Linked DNA regions of Mus musculus: all the other regions are linked to region 1. A link is a contact called in public promoter capture Hi-C data. All regions are on one chromosome and are shown on one strand. The core of a region is the stretch at or near the end of the contact, and the rest is flanking DNA. Distances in the headings are between cores, read along the strand shown.

Region 1 (2,700 bases), core at 52-2,551:
TTAACCCTCCCCCCCCAATATCCTACCAGGTAAATGTAAACAGACTTGGATAAGCACATAATTTTTGCATGGGATGAGTGTAGAGTGACTTACTGTGATTTCTAAGTGCGAAATATCTCTCACGATGCCACTTCCTAAACAGATCAACACCATGAAAAAACCAAACTCCCGAATAGAGCTAATTCTTCCAATCACTATATCACCACGTTCAATATCTCGGAAGAAGAGCTCTCTCCGGTCCATGCTTGGCATCTCCATGAACTGCTCTAAGGGTGGCATGACCGCATAAAGATCTGGAATAAAATAAAACCAAATCACCACGATCATTCTGACTTCCTTCTCCTTTGATAAAATGCTTTAAACTAACCAGTAAATCTTGAAAAGCTTCTCAGACTAAACTTACTGTCATTGTCGTCATGCACTTCAGAGGGTGGAGATGCGTCTGATTTCCAAGACAGTGCAAAAAGCAGATCCGCTTTTTTAGAGATGAATTTTTGTATTTCAATGTTGTCAACTCTCTTCTCTTTCCTTAAAAGAAAGGTGACTATATACATGTACATATATATATATATATATATATATATATATATATATATTTTTTTTTTTTTTTTTCACTGATCCACGCTCTCATACATCCAAACTCGTGTACGGCAGTTTTCATCACCCAACCCTGCTTAGTGTCTCCAGGGGAAGTTTTATTTATTTTAGCTTTTCAGTATGCATTTATTTAGTGCTGTGATGTGGCGTCCATGTGCCACCGTGTGCAACTGGGGGATCATAGGACAAGGCTGGGATTGGTTCTCGCCTACCCTTGCGAAGCCTGGGAATCGGTCAGGTCAGGCCGCTCGATGGAAAGTGACTTTACCCACTGAGTTCCGGAAGAAGTTTTAAGCCCGTTCTCTCTGGAAACGGGAGCAGGGAAGCTTTGGCGGCGGCTCGGAAGGCGCATCCCGGCCATTCAGCCCGGAGCCAGTGCCTGGTCACACACCCCGGGGCTCGGTCCCTCCTGTCCGCCCCGCGCCCCGGCCCGGGTCACGGCCCCGATACCTGCCGGCTCCCGGAGGAGGCGCCGCGCCGCGGGCTGGCTCGGCCGCCGTGCCCAGCAGGCTCCGGAAGTGCGGGTTGTCCTGCTGTTCACTCCGCAGCAGCGACAGCAGGGCCGGGCCGTGGCAGCCCAGCGACTGCCGCAGCAAGTCGCGGTCCATGGCGAGCCCGCCAGGCTCCGGCGTCCGAGCCCGCGCTCCCGCAAGCCGAGGGAAGCTGCCCGGACGCGCTAACCTCCCGGAAGCGCTCGCGGCGGCGAGCTGCCTCAGTCTCGCGAGACCTGGCGGGACTACGGGAACCCGCAGGAAGCGCGAAGCGGGTCTGGCGCCGAGGGCGGAGTAAGGCTGGAGGTGTGACGTGTGGGGACGCCTGAGCTTAGCACGTACGTCGGGCTGTGTGGTTCCTAGGTCGCCAAGGCCAGAGCTCCGGTCTCTTTTTCACCGGGTGCTGCCGAGTTCAGCGGTGCAAGGGTGGCTGGGCGGCCGCGGAGGAAGTTTCCTCAGTCCTGTCTGCCCGGGGCGGCGCCCGCGTCCCCTCAGGATTGCCTCAAGGTGGCGGTCGCAGGAAAGCTGCCTGCTAGACCGACGTGGGGCAGACAGACAAGGACCTACAGTTGACTTGGCGGCGGCTGGAGGCGTGTCCACCTTGTTTCTCGCTGCCTTTTAGAGGGATGTGGCTGTCACCAGCCCGGAGAGCTTTAAAGCGCAGCGCGCATGCTCTGTTCTGGCGTGGCTTTGTAGGAGTTTTAGGATAAGCTGCCTACTACTAGGGTGATATCTGTGGGCTGCCTGGTACACACTGGTACCGAGTGCTTTAGGTGGCTTACTTAAAACTGGCCAGCGTTTGCTGGCTACACTTCAGTGCTAGCTCTACACCGAGTGTAACCCATAACCCCACACAACTTTGTTCTACACCTGGGCACCACACCCATACCATCAGGGCTTTTGTTTGTTTGTTTGTTTTTTGTTTGTTTTTTTGTTTGTTTTGTTTGTTTGTTTGTTTTCCAGTTACAGGGGTTTCGAATTCATTTTCTTTCGTGACAAATACGTGATTTTTGAAAGGGACAGGACACTGGATAGTTGACCAGACCAGAGGGGGTACAATGGAAAGTGAGGGAGTTGGTTAGTGCTTGGGTTTTCAGCATGCTAGCCAAGGATTCTCTCTACCACTGAGCTACAACCCCACCTACATTTTTTTTAACTTAAAAACTCTCCAAGAAACTTTAAAGAAATATGAATAGTTTAATGAACTGTTGGGAGGGGGTGGTACAGGGTACGAAAATGGTGAAGGAAATGAAGAAAGCAGAATATTCCAAACAGATTTTCACTGCTTGGTTTCTAACCCTACTTTTACTGTGATTTCAAATTTCATCTTAAAAGTAAACACATAAGCCGGGCGTGGTGGTGCACGCCTTTAATCCCAGCACTTGGGAGGCAGAGGCAGGTGGATTTCTGAGTTCCAGGCCAGCCTGGTCTACAGAGTGAGTTCCAGGATAGCCAGGGCTACACGGAGAAACCCTGTCTCGAAAAACCAACCAACCAACCAAACAAACAAACAAAAACCAAAAAACAAACAAAAAATAGTAAACACATATGTATATCCTGTAACAAACACTAGACTCTAAAGATGAAAATACGCCCTGGCTCGGAGTGACTC
Region 2 (2,724 bases), core at 49-2,548, 3.2 Mb after region 1:
TTGCCTCCCAACCCCCAAAAGCCTCATCGAACACTCGTGGTGATTAAATGCTTTTCTTTGTTTTACTGCACTAGAACACTAATGCAATAAAAGGCAGTGAAAAAAACAAAAACAAAAACAACAACAACAAAAAAAAACATGTCACAGTTGTAAACAGGGCCGTAAAATCCTAAGCTTCTAGAGTTGACCCCTCAAACTTTTAAGCTCCAACAGGCATCTTTACCTGAAGGTGCTTAAACAAATAGACTAAGAAAAGCCTCCTTGAAACAGGATAAGAACACGATACGAGTTGTTCCCATTGCTCTCTGATCACTGAACCCTGTAAGCAGAGATGGTGAGGTTCCAAGCTCCAGGCAAGTGCAAGGGGGCGGGAACGCCCCGACCCGCTGTGTCAAAGGTTCCATCACTCTCCGGAGGAGGACACACCCCTTGCCTGCCCGCTGCTTGCTTGGCAGCGGCGGAGGGCGACAGTCCTAGCCAGTCCCCGGCCACCGCTGCCTTGCACTCCCAGCTTGCACTCCCGCGAGTTCCCACGGCACCGGCCATGACTACATATACCGCGGACGCTGCCTCTGCCTAGACACCCTCCTCCGCCCCGAATCGCGCTCGATCTCCGAGGCGCCGGACCACATAAGACCCCGGGATCCCAGAACGCAGGGACGACAGGCCAGACAGAGGGCGGCACTCACCCGTAGCCGCCCAAGGGAAACAGTTTCTTCACTCTCTCACCGCCATCTTGGGAGGACGTCACTGCGACGCTCCGCCTCTCCCTTCCTCCTCTGCGATAGCGTCACGTCCGGGTGTGTGGTCCATTGGGGACACCGGAGATAGGACGCTAAAAGTCTACTAGGGCCGGCGAGCTGGGTCTCAGAGCCCTGACTTCCCGGCATGCCCAGGTCTCCGGATCACACCTCCTTGCTCACTCGCATCCGGTGCGAGCTGCTCACCTTGTCAGCCCGCAGCTGTCGGCCCAGATTCTGGATGGAGACCGGGCTTGAGTGCAGAGCCGGCCTCTCCGGGAACCGCGCTGCGCGCTGCATGCTGGGAGTTGTAGTTCTTTTCCTCGCCTGTCATCCTGTCTTCATTAGCGCCCCTCCAGTGGAGATGACTGTGTTGTGCACCCTGGTTCTTGACCGGGGCGAGTGGGAGGGATATGCTTAAGTCGAGACCAATCACTCCTTCCTCTTTTGCATATCCGAAAGCTCTTGGGACCCCCAGAATTCTGTTTGAACCGGCTCACCAAAGCTCATCTACCAGAATGCCCTTACCTGGCAACAGAGATGAGATGTTCGAAAGCAAAGCAAAGCAGCAGGGCACACTGGGCATGCGCAACGTGGGAGGAAGGTGGGCTTTCTACCGGAAAAGGTTTTCCTACGTCTGAACCAGAATAATTTTAGCACAGTTATTTACCTCGAAATCAGAGTTAGTGCAGTAAAGGGAGAAGAGCAAAGTTAAGTTTTGATGTGTTCTTCCCTAGAACCTGCGGACGTCATAAATCTTAAAAAGCACAACTGAAACGTTTGTTGGTATAAGTTACGTTTATGCTTTTTAAGGAATTTACCTGTGACTTTATTTAAAAGACAGTCTCAAAAACTCTGAGAGTTTTTTCCATACCGGAATCTTTTTGCTTATATCTCTGTGAAGAATTTGTGAATAAAACCACGAGTCGTTTTTATAAGAAAAATGTTGAGGCTACTTTTTTATATGTCTGAGTATAAATTTCTTTTTAATTTCATCTTTTTGTCAAACCCTTTCGATAATGTGTTAATTCTGAAATATTTAGTGAAGTTGACATATAAATTAAGAACAAAATTTAGCCTGACAGGAGGGGGGGGAAATGGAATCTCGAGGGGAGAAAACTGAATACAGACATGCTTCAGAGGCTAGAGATTGGGAGAATGCCTTCTAGAATCAGTAGCTACCTACTTCATCAGCCCTTTTTGTTGCTGCTCTCGTCTGTGTGTTGGGGCGTTTGTTATCAACATTAAAACAGCTGATTCAAGGTCGTTTCTTTAATGGGCGGGTTACCGTTTTAAAAGATATGTTTCCGCCCGGTTTCGAACCGGGGACCTTTCGCGTGTTAGGCGAACGTGATAACCACTACACTACGGAAACTTGGTTGCACTGGTGTGTTGAAATGTTCTTCTTATGTGATGTCGTCATATACGTTTCACACCTGTTTAAGGTTTATGCATTTTTCAATGAGGAGAGAGAAAAAATATTAACAAAGCACAGTTAACTTAACAGGCTGAGACTATTTAAAAGTTTGAACTTGTTTGCAATTTCTTTTTCTCCCTTCCTTCCTTTCATTCATTCTGTCTTTTTCTTGTTTTGCTAAGCCCGGCGGGTACACCACTAGAGACCAGCAGGCACACTTAGTTCCTGGCCGAATTTCATTTTTTTTCTCATTTTAGACAGGTTATGCTTTCCTCCAGCTGGGAAGCAGCGGCGCGCTGTAGCCAGGGCCTGTGATTTGGCGCAGTACAGTGCTTTGGCGGGTTTTGGTGGAAGCACGTGTAAATTACCCTTTTCCCCATCCTGCTTCGAAACCAAAGCTTCTATTTGTGTGCTGTTTTAAAGCCCCTAAAGGATGCGCGAAACCAGACACCAAGACGTTCATTTTTTGCTGCGCAGTGTACTTTCTTTTTCTGAACTGAACTTCATAATGATCTAAGGCATTTATATTCTTACCAAATGGCAGACATGTTCTTATTCCTAAAACAT
Region 3 (2,730 bases), core at 86-2,585, 3.0 Mb after region 1:
ACTTGTGACTGACATATTAACAACTTACTAGAGACCATCAACTTAGGCCTTTGGTTTCTGAGTGAGCTCTTGAGGCGCTCACATCCATGTTTAAGGTGCATCGAACAAAGGACACCCAACAGGGCGAAAACTGCGGGGAAGAGATGCTCAGGTGACATTCATAAGGGATGAGGGAGGCACAGTATGTAGGGCGTGAGGCTGACAAGCTGGCATGTGGAAGGTTTCTGGGTGCCACCAGCCCATTGCAGCACTGACCGGGCAGGGTTTGTTTACATCGTGTCGCCTGGAAGAAAGCCGGCAAGGTTCAAGCCCGGCTATTCGGTTAAAAGAGCCATTGGGAGGGGAATGGAGGGCACACGCCGCTTAACATCTGGAAGGAGCCCTGGGGCCGGGCGGCCCGGGGCCAGCTGACCGACCGACCGTCTGCAAGCACAAAGAACCGGCGGCGGTGCCGCAGGTCAGCCCTCCTTCCACCCCAGCTACCGTGGCCTTAATATCGGGACGCCAGGGAGACACGGAGGAGGGAGGGAGGCCGGCCGGCGCCTGGCGTCCGCGCTCCCCGCGCAGGCCCGAGCCCTCCGCCGCAGGAACGCGGGGCCGGACGCGGGATTCGAGCGCCGCGCCTCCCTCCCTCCTTCCTTCCCCGGACGCACCACAGAGCCCTCGGCCGAGCGGCCGCTAACACCGTCCCGCCTCGAGACCATCCCGGCGCCGCGACCCCGCGGAGACGGCCTCCGGGCGTCCGGCCGCTCGGGACGTCTCCCCCTGTCCCTCCTCGTCCCAGCGCGCCCGAGCCCGTCCCCGGTCCCACGGCCCCGCCGAGCTACCTGGATCCGCTTCTTGTGTCGCCTGCGTTCCGCCATGTTGGCCGCTCCGCCCGGTTCCTTCTGACGTGGAGCGAGTCGGGGAGGGGGCGGCTGAGATCTCGCGAGAGCGCGGCGGCTCGCGGCCCGTTATGTAACCCGCCGCGGGCTCTGGGCTGGGGGCGGCCTCCGTGGTCTTCCCGCCGTCCGTGCGGTGGCGGACGACGCGGGCTGCTTCTGCTTCTGGTCCCGGAGGCCGGCGCCACGTGAGTCAGAGCGCTGGAGGCTGGCAAGTCGCGTCGGCTCTCAGCCCTGACTGAACGCCCGAGTCACCTGGCTGGCGTGTAAACACAGATCCCCGGGCCCCGCCCCTCAGAGTCGCTGACGCCGCCGGGACCACCGGGGCGCACAGCGTCACCTGTGGCGCTTCCTGCCCCAGCGAGCCCCGTGGCACCCCACTTCAGTCCCGCCAAGTTCCCCTTAAAAGGTGGAAAACAACTTCAGAGTCTGACTCCATTAAACACAGCTCGTCCCCAAAGCCTTGGAATGTCCGCTCCTCACGTGACACCTCACAACCCATCCTTAGACTCCAGAAGGCTGGATGAGCCCAGGGAAGTTAAGGTGGAAAGGAGCAAGACTAGTTGGGATGCAGTAGACTGCAGGCCACTTCTATATGACTATTCTGACGACCTGCTATATGACTATTATTCCAGAACTTTCTAGACCAAAGACATGGGTAGTTAAGTGCTTAGGTACAAGTTCTGATGACATTGTGGCTGTAAGAAAGTTGAAAAAATGCAGAAAAGATAAAACCAATAAAGTTTAATTCTATCCCTTGAGTCAGTTAATCATTTTAAATTTCTTTTGTCCTTTATATCCACTTTGCGTGTACATGGGATGTGTGTGTATGTTGAATTTATAAGTCTTCTCTGTTCCCCCCCAAACATCATGGAACCTGGTAGCCTGTTTGTTGTTGTGGTTTTTTTTTTCAGTTTTGCATTGTAAACTTAATTTCAAAATCCTTAAAGTTTTCTATTTCATATATCTGACATAATAATATGTAGTTGAAGCAAAGCTCAGTACTTTGATGCCTGATCATTTATATACTAAGATAGCTGAAGGTTGGTGGTTTTTGTTTTTAACTATGCAATTCTACTCTCAAGAGATCTGTAATTTGGCTCTGCTGTCAGGAAGCAGGGGAGAACTAATAATTCTTACGTATTAACACAAAACTTGGAACATACAATATCTTGTTTTCTCTAGCCTTTCCTACCCAGATGATTGTCAGGACAAGCTAATAGCTAGCAGATGATCTCCCTGAGATTGTGTGCCTCAGATTAACATAATCCGTGACAGATTTGCTCCCATAGGCAAAGCCCAGGAGAAAATAATTTTAGGAAAGATTCCTACTATTAATATGCTTCTCCTGTTATTATTAAACATATATAACAATCACTAGGTATTAGCCTACCTCTTTGAGCAGATCTCTGCAGTTGCAGATCTACAGAGATGTACTGTCTTGTAGGGATGCTATATAGACAAATGGATGACTTAATTCTTAATGATGATCCTGTAAGGATTCCTAAAATTGTACCAGTATGTATTAAGCTGTCAAAACTGCAATGAGAACTCTGCCAGTCTCTGTCACCAGTTAATTGCCTCTACTACTCAGAGCACATTCCAAAAGGTTGTAAAACCATTAACCAAAAGTCATAAAAAGGGAACTACGATTATATTATAGGTGCTAGGACAGAAGATACAATGTTGACTGGGTTTATCTATACAAAACTTCACTAGTAACTTGGTTATGTTTTTTAACTCTCTGTGACCCTGTAGAGTTGTGACAGGGGATGAATGTTTAGCCAGGTAATTACTCCTAATGGATATACATGTAAACATTCTCTGCTGTAAACTTCTATTTCAATTT
Region 4 (2,730 bases), core at 7-2,506, 3.6 Mb before region 1:
CTGTTAGGCAGTACGCGTTCATCGTCACAAGTTAGCGTTTGAGCGCAGGCTAGGCTCACTAGGTAAGAACCGTTTTTGCCGGGCTGACTGGACAGTGAGTCTCCAAGGAGCCAAGGCCACCTCGAGGGTTGCTAGTCAAGGTCCCGTGGCGTACGCCATCGCCAGTGCTCCCGAAGTACGTATGAAAGAGGAAAAAGTAAAAAGGCAATCCTCAACTTTTTGCAAAGAGGGCCGGGCGGGCGCCTCGGGCCGGGCCGCCTGGCGGTCCGCGGGCTCCCGCGTCACGCCCACCTCCACACGCCGCGCTCCCCTCAGGCGCCTCAGCCCCGCGGCTGCCCGCGCTTTCCTCACCTTTCTCAAGGAAGTTGGTCACCACCAGCATCCCCGGCGCCGCCGGGCTCGGCTGGGCGAAAGGAGTCGAGGTCCCTGAGCGGGACGGAGCCGCAGAGAGCGAGGGCGAGGCGCCCTCCGCGCCCTCCTTCTGCCGCTTTCGGTTCTTCTTGGAAGACATGACCGCAGGCTGTCGGAGAAAAGCAGCCCCGAGCCGGCTCAACGTGCGCGGCACGGGGATCAAACTTCCGGGTCAGAGGTCAGCGGCGCGGCGCGCACGCCGTAATGCTCCGCGTAGAAGCGCCACCCACGAGGCGGAGGCGGAGAGCGAGGGTCTCGCAAGACACCGTTTCGGAAAGAAAGAAGGGCTAGGCGTAGGCACCGCCGTTGACGTTATGAACCCTTGAAAAGTGGACTTCGGCTGTTCCGCTGCTTTGCCTAGTCCCGAAGCGAATGTGGTTGGGCTTAAAGTAACAACAACAAAATCCGAAAGTTTCTCCTCTCTGTTCCAGACCCGTCGAGGACAGTCAGCTCCACTAAGCTCTACCAAATGGCAAGTCCAGCTCAAGCTTAGCGGGTGGAGACACGTTTCGAGAGTTTACGGTCGGCCCTCCTCCCAGCGAAAAGGGGCGGAGCGAGCTCCGGAAGAGGCCTGAGAGTGTTCGCCGCGAGATGGGGCGGGGCGATCGCCGGAAAGAGGTGAGGTTGCACGGGGTCACGAGAGTGGGGCGGGAAGGGGCGGGGCGTGCTCCCTGGAGGAGACAAGGCTACGTCAGGCGATGTGGGCGGGGCGGGAAGGGGCGGGGCGTGCGCCCAGGATGAGACCAGGCTACGTCTGGCGTGGTAGACCGGGCAGGGCTGGAAGGGGCGGGGCGTGCGACAGGGAAGAGATGCTACGTCAGGCGATGTGGGCGGGGCGGGAAGGGGAGAACGGAAAGGCTAGGTGCAGCCATGTGGTGGGTGAGGAGGACCCGCTACTGGTTCTCCACATTGCTTTACGCGGGCGGAGCCAGGCTCCGGCCGGGGCGGCGCACAGCCTCGGGCGGCCTGGAGACCCCGGGCTCCTGCGGGGCCGAGCTACAAGGCGAGCTGGACAGATTTGGGGGCGTCTCGGTGCACTTGTCGCGGCACCATACGTTGCACGGGCTGGATGCCGCCGCCTTCCGGAGGCTCTTGCAGGGCAAGTGCGGGTCTCGGGCCCCGGAAACCAGGGCGGAGCGTGTGGGCTCTGAGGTGAAAGCTGAAAGGACACCCAGCGGTCCTCTCGCTGTGACCTGGAAGTGCCCTCAGCCACGTCCCGGCCCGAACCCTGAATGCTTGCCCCTGAGACTGACACGGGATTCGCAGCGCCTAGCACGGTGTCGGCCACGCCTTTAACTCTTAGTAAACACTGACAGCCTCACTGTGTGCTACCTTGCAACCTTAGTTTTGCTGCTACTTGGATTCTGCCACATGCTTTGCCAAGCAAAACGGTTTCCTAACCGGGATGGGTGCCAGTGCTTGCATCTACCCACAGAGCTTTGCAGTTTTCAGTAGGAACACATCACTGGTACATCACTGGCTTTGAACGGTGAACCCAGTTATCTGAAAGGATGCTTGTGTGAAGGAGTCCCCCTCACTTTGGGATAAGTGTCTGATTTGTTAGAACAGCCTGTTTTTCAAACTGAAGGCATAGCATGGAAATTTAGCATGGAATGGAAAAGATCCTTTCACATAACCAGGAAACCACAAATGATCTTTATTCTGTGAGCAACAAACACGGCAAGTTAGCGACTCTAATGCTGTTTAATCTTCAAACAAGGCTATTTAACATCATCTCTCCTGCTTATAAGTGCTTAGACTTCAACACTTTCACCAGTAGGAGAATCGAATCAGTTCATCCTCTGATATGTGCACGTATATGGATGGGCACAGGCATTTGCCATACTTAGATAGTTTTTCCCAGTGGGAGATGATAATCTAAGCACCACTCCAGAAGTGTATTGGATCTTGAAACAAGTCCAAGGTTCGAGTTCAAGATTGTGTTACGAACTTTTCCAGGTATTCATTAATCAAATGACCACTAAAAAGACTTCTAATGCTAGCCAGCTCTGAATACTGGATAAGTGTGATCAAAGACACGCTGAATGAGACCCCTTTAATAAAACATTTCACTGTCATTATCAAGTATTAGACATTGTTTTAAGAATCTAACAACTAGGAATGTATCTCATCTCCATAACCTGGAAGTACATGCTCTGCCCAGTTGAAGGATGATGGTGCCAAGGCCCAGAGACAACGGGTACCTCCCTCTGGCTCTGGTCTTTGCTTTCTTCACACTGTTCTTGAGCTTCCAATAGTTCTGTTGTGATGGAATTAAACCAAACTAGTTGGCAGTTCCTGTAAACAGGAGCTTATCTG

The links. Promoter capture Hi-C pulls out the DNA fragments that hold promoters and counts their contacts.
Region 2: a promoter capture Hi-C map of pre-B cells shows a contact between it and region 1, with 6 times the contacts expected there. The contact joins the promoter of Mynn here to the promoter of Ttc14 in region 1. A contact is called at or near these places in 1 of 39 promoter capture datasets (pre-B cells) and 5 of 484 Hi-C or Micro-C datasets (CD4 T cells, Th1 cells, pre-B cells and 1 more).
Region 3: a promoter capture Hi-C map of pre-B cells shows a contact between it and region 1. The contact joins the promoter of Sec62 here to the promoter of Ttc14 in region 1. A contact is called at or near these places in 1 of 39 promoter capture datasets (pre-B cells), 1 of 484 Hi-C or Micro-C datasets (CD4 T cells) and 1 of 9 other capture datasets (liver).
Region 4: a promoter capture Hi-C map of liver shows a contact between it and region 1, with 4 times the contacts expected there. The contact joins the promoter of Nudt6 here to the promoter of Ttc14 in region 1. A contact is called at or near these places in 2 of 39 promoter capture datasets (liver and pre-B cells) and 1 of 484 Hi-C or Micro-C datasets (CD8 T cells).

The regions. Positions count from the first base shown.
Region 1 is chr3:33,798,784-33,801,483 of GRCm38.p6, reverse strand. Ttc14 (tetratricopeptide repeat domain 14) reads right to left here and starts at 1,301. Exons shown (of 12, transcript NM_027619.4): 1 at 1,048-1,301; 2 at 404-528; 3 at 94-293. The coding sequence starts at 1,205.
Region 2 is chr3:30,600,661-30,603,384 of GRCm38.p6, reverse strand. It overlaps Mynn (myoneurin), which reads right to left and starts at 1,298. Exons shown (of 8, transcript NM_030557.3): 1 at 690-1,298. It overlaps n-TVaac8 (a tRNA gene), which reads right to left and starts at 2,115; the gene lies at 2,043-2,115.
Region 3 is chr3:30,791,481-30,794,210 of GRCm38.p6, reverse strand. It overlaps Sec62 (SEC62 homolog (S. cerevisiae)), which reads right to left and starts at 1,335. Exons shown (of 8, transcript NM_027016.2): 1 at 828-1,335. The coding sequence starts at 863.
Region 4 is chr3:37,418,122-37,420,851 of GRCm38.p6, reverse strand. It overlaps Nudt6 (nudix (nucleoside diphosphate linked moiety X)-type motif 6), which reads left to right and starts at 1,256. Exons shown (of 5, transcript NM_001291044.1): 1 at 1,256-1,510. The coding sequence starts at 1,282. Spata5 (spermatogenesis associated 5) reads right to left here and starts at 902. Exons shown (of 16, transcript NM_001163511.2): 1 at 352-902. The coding sequence starts at 511.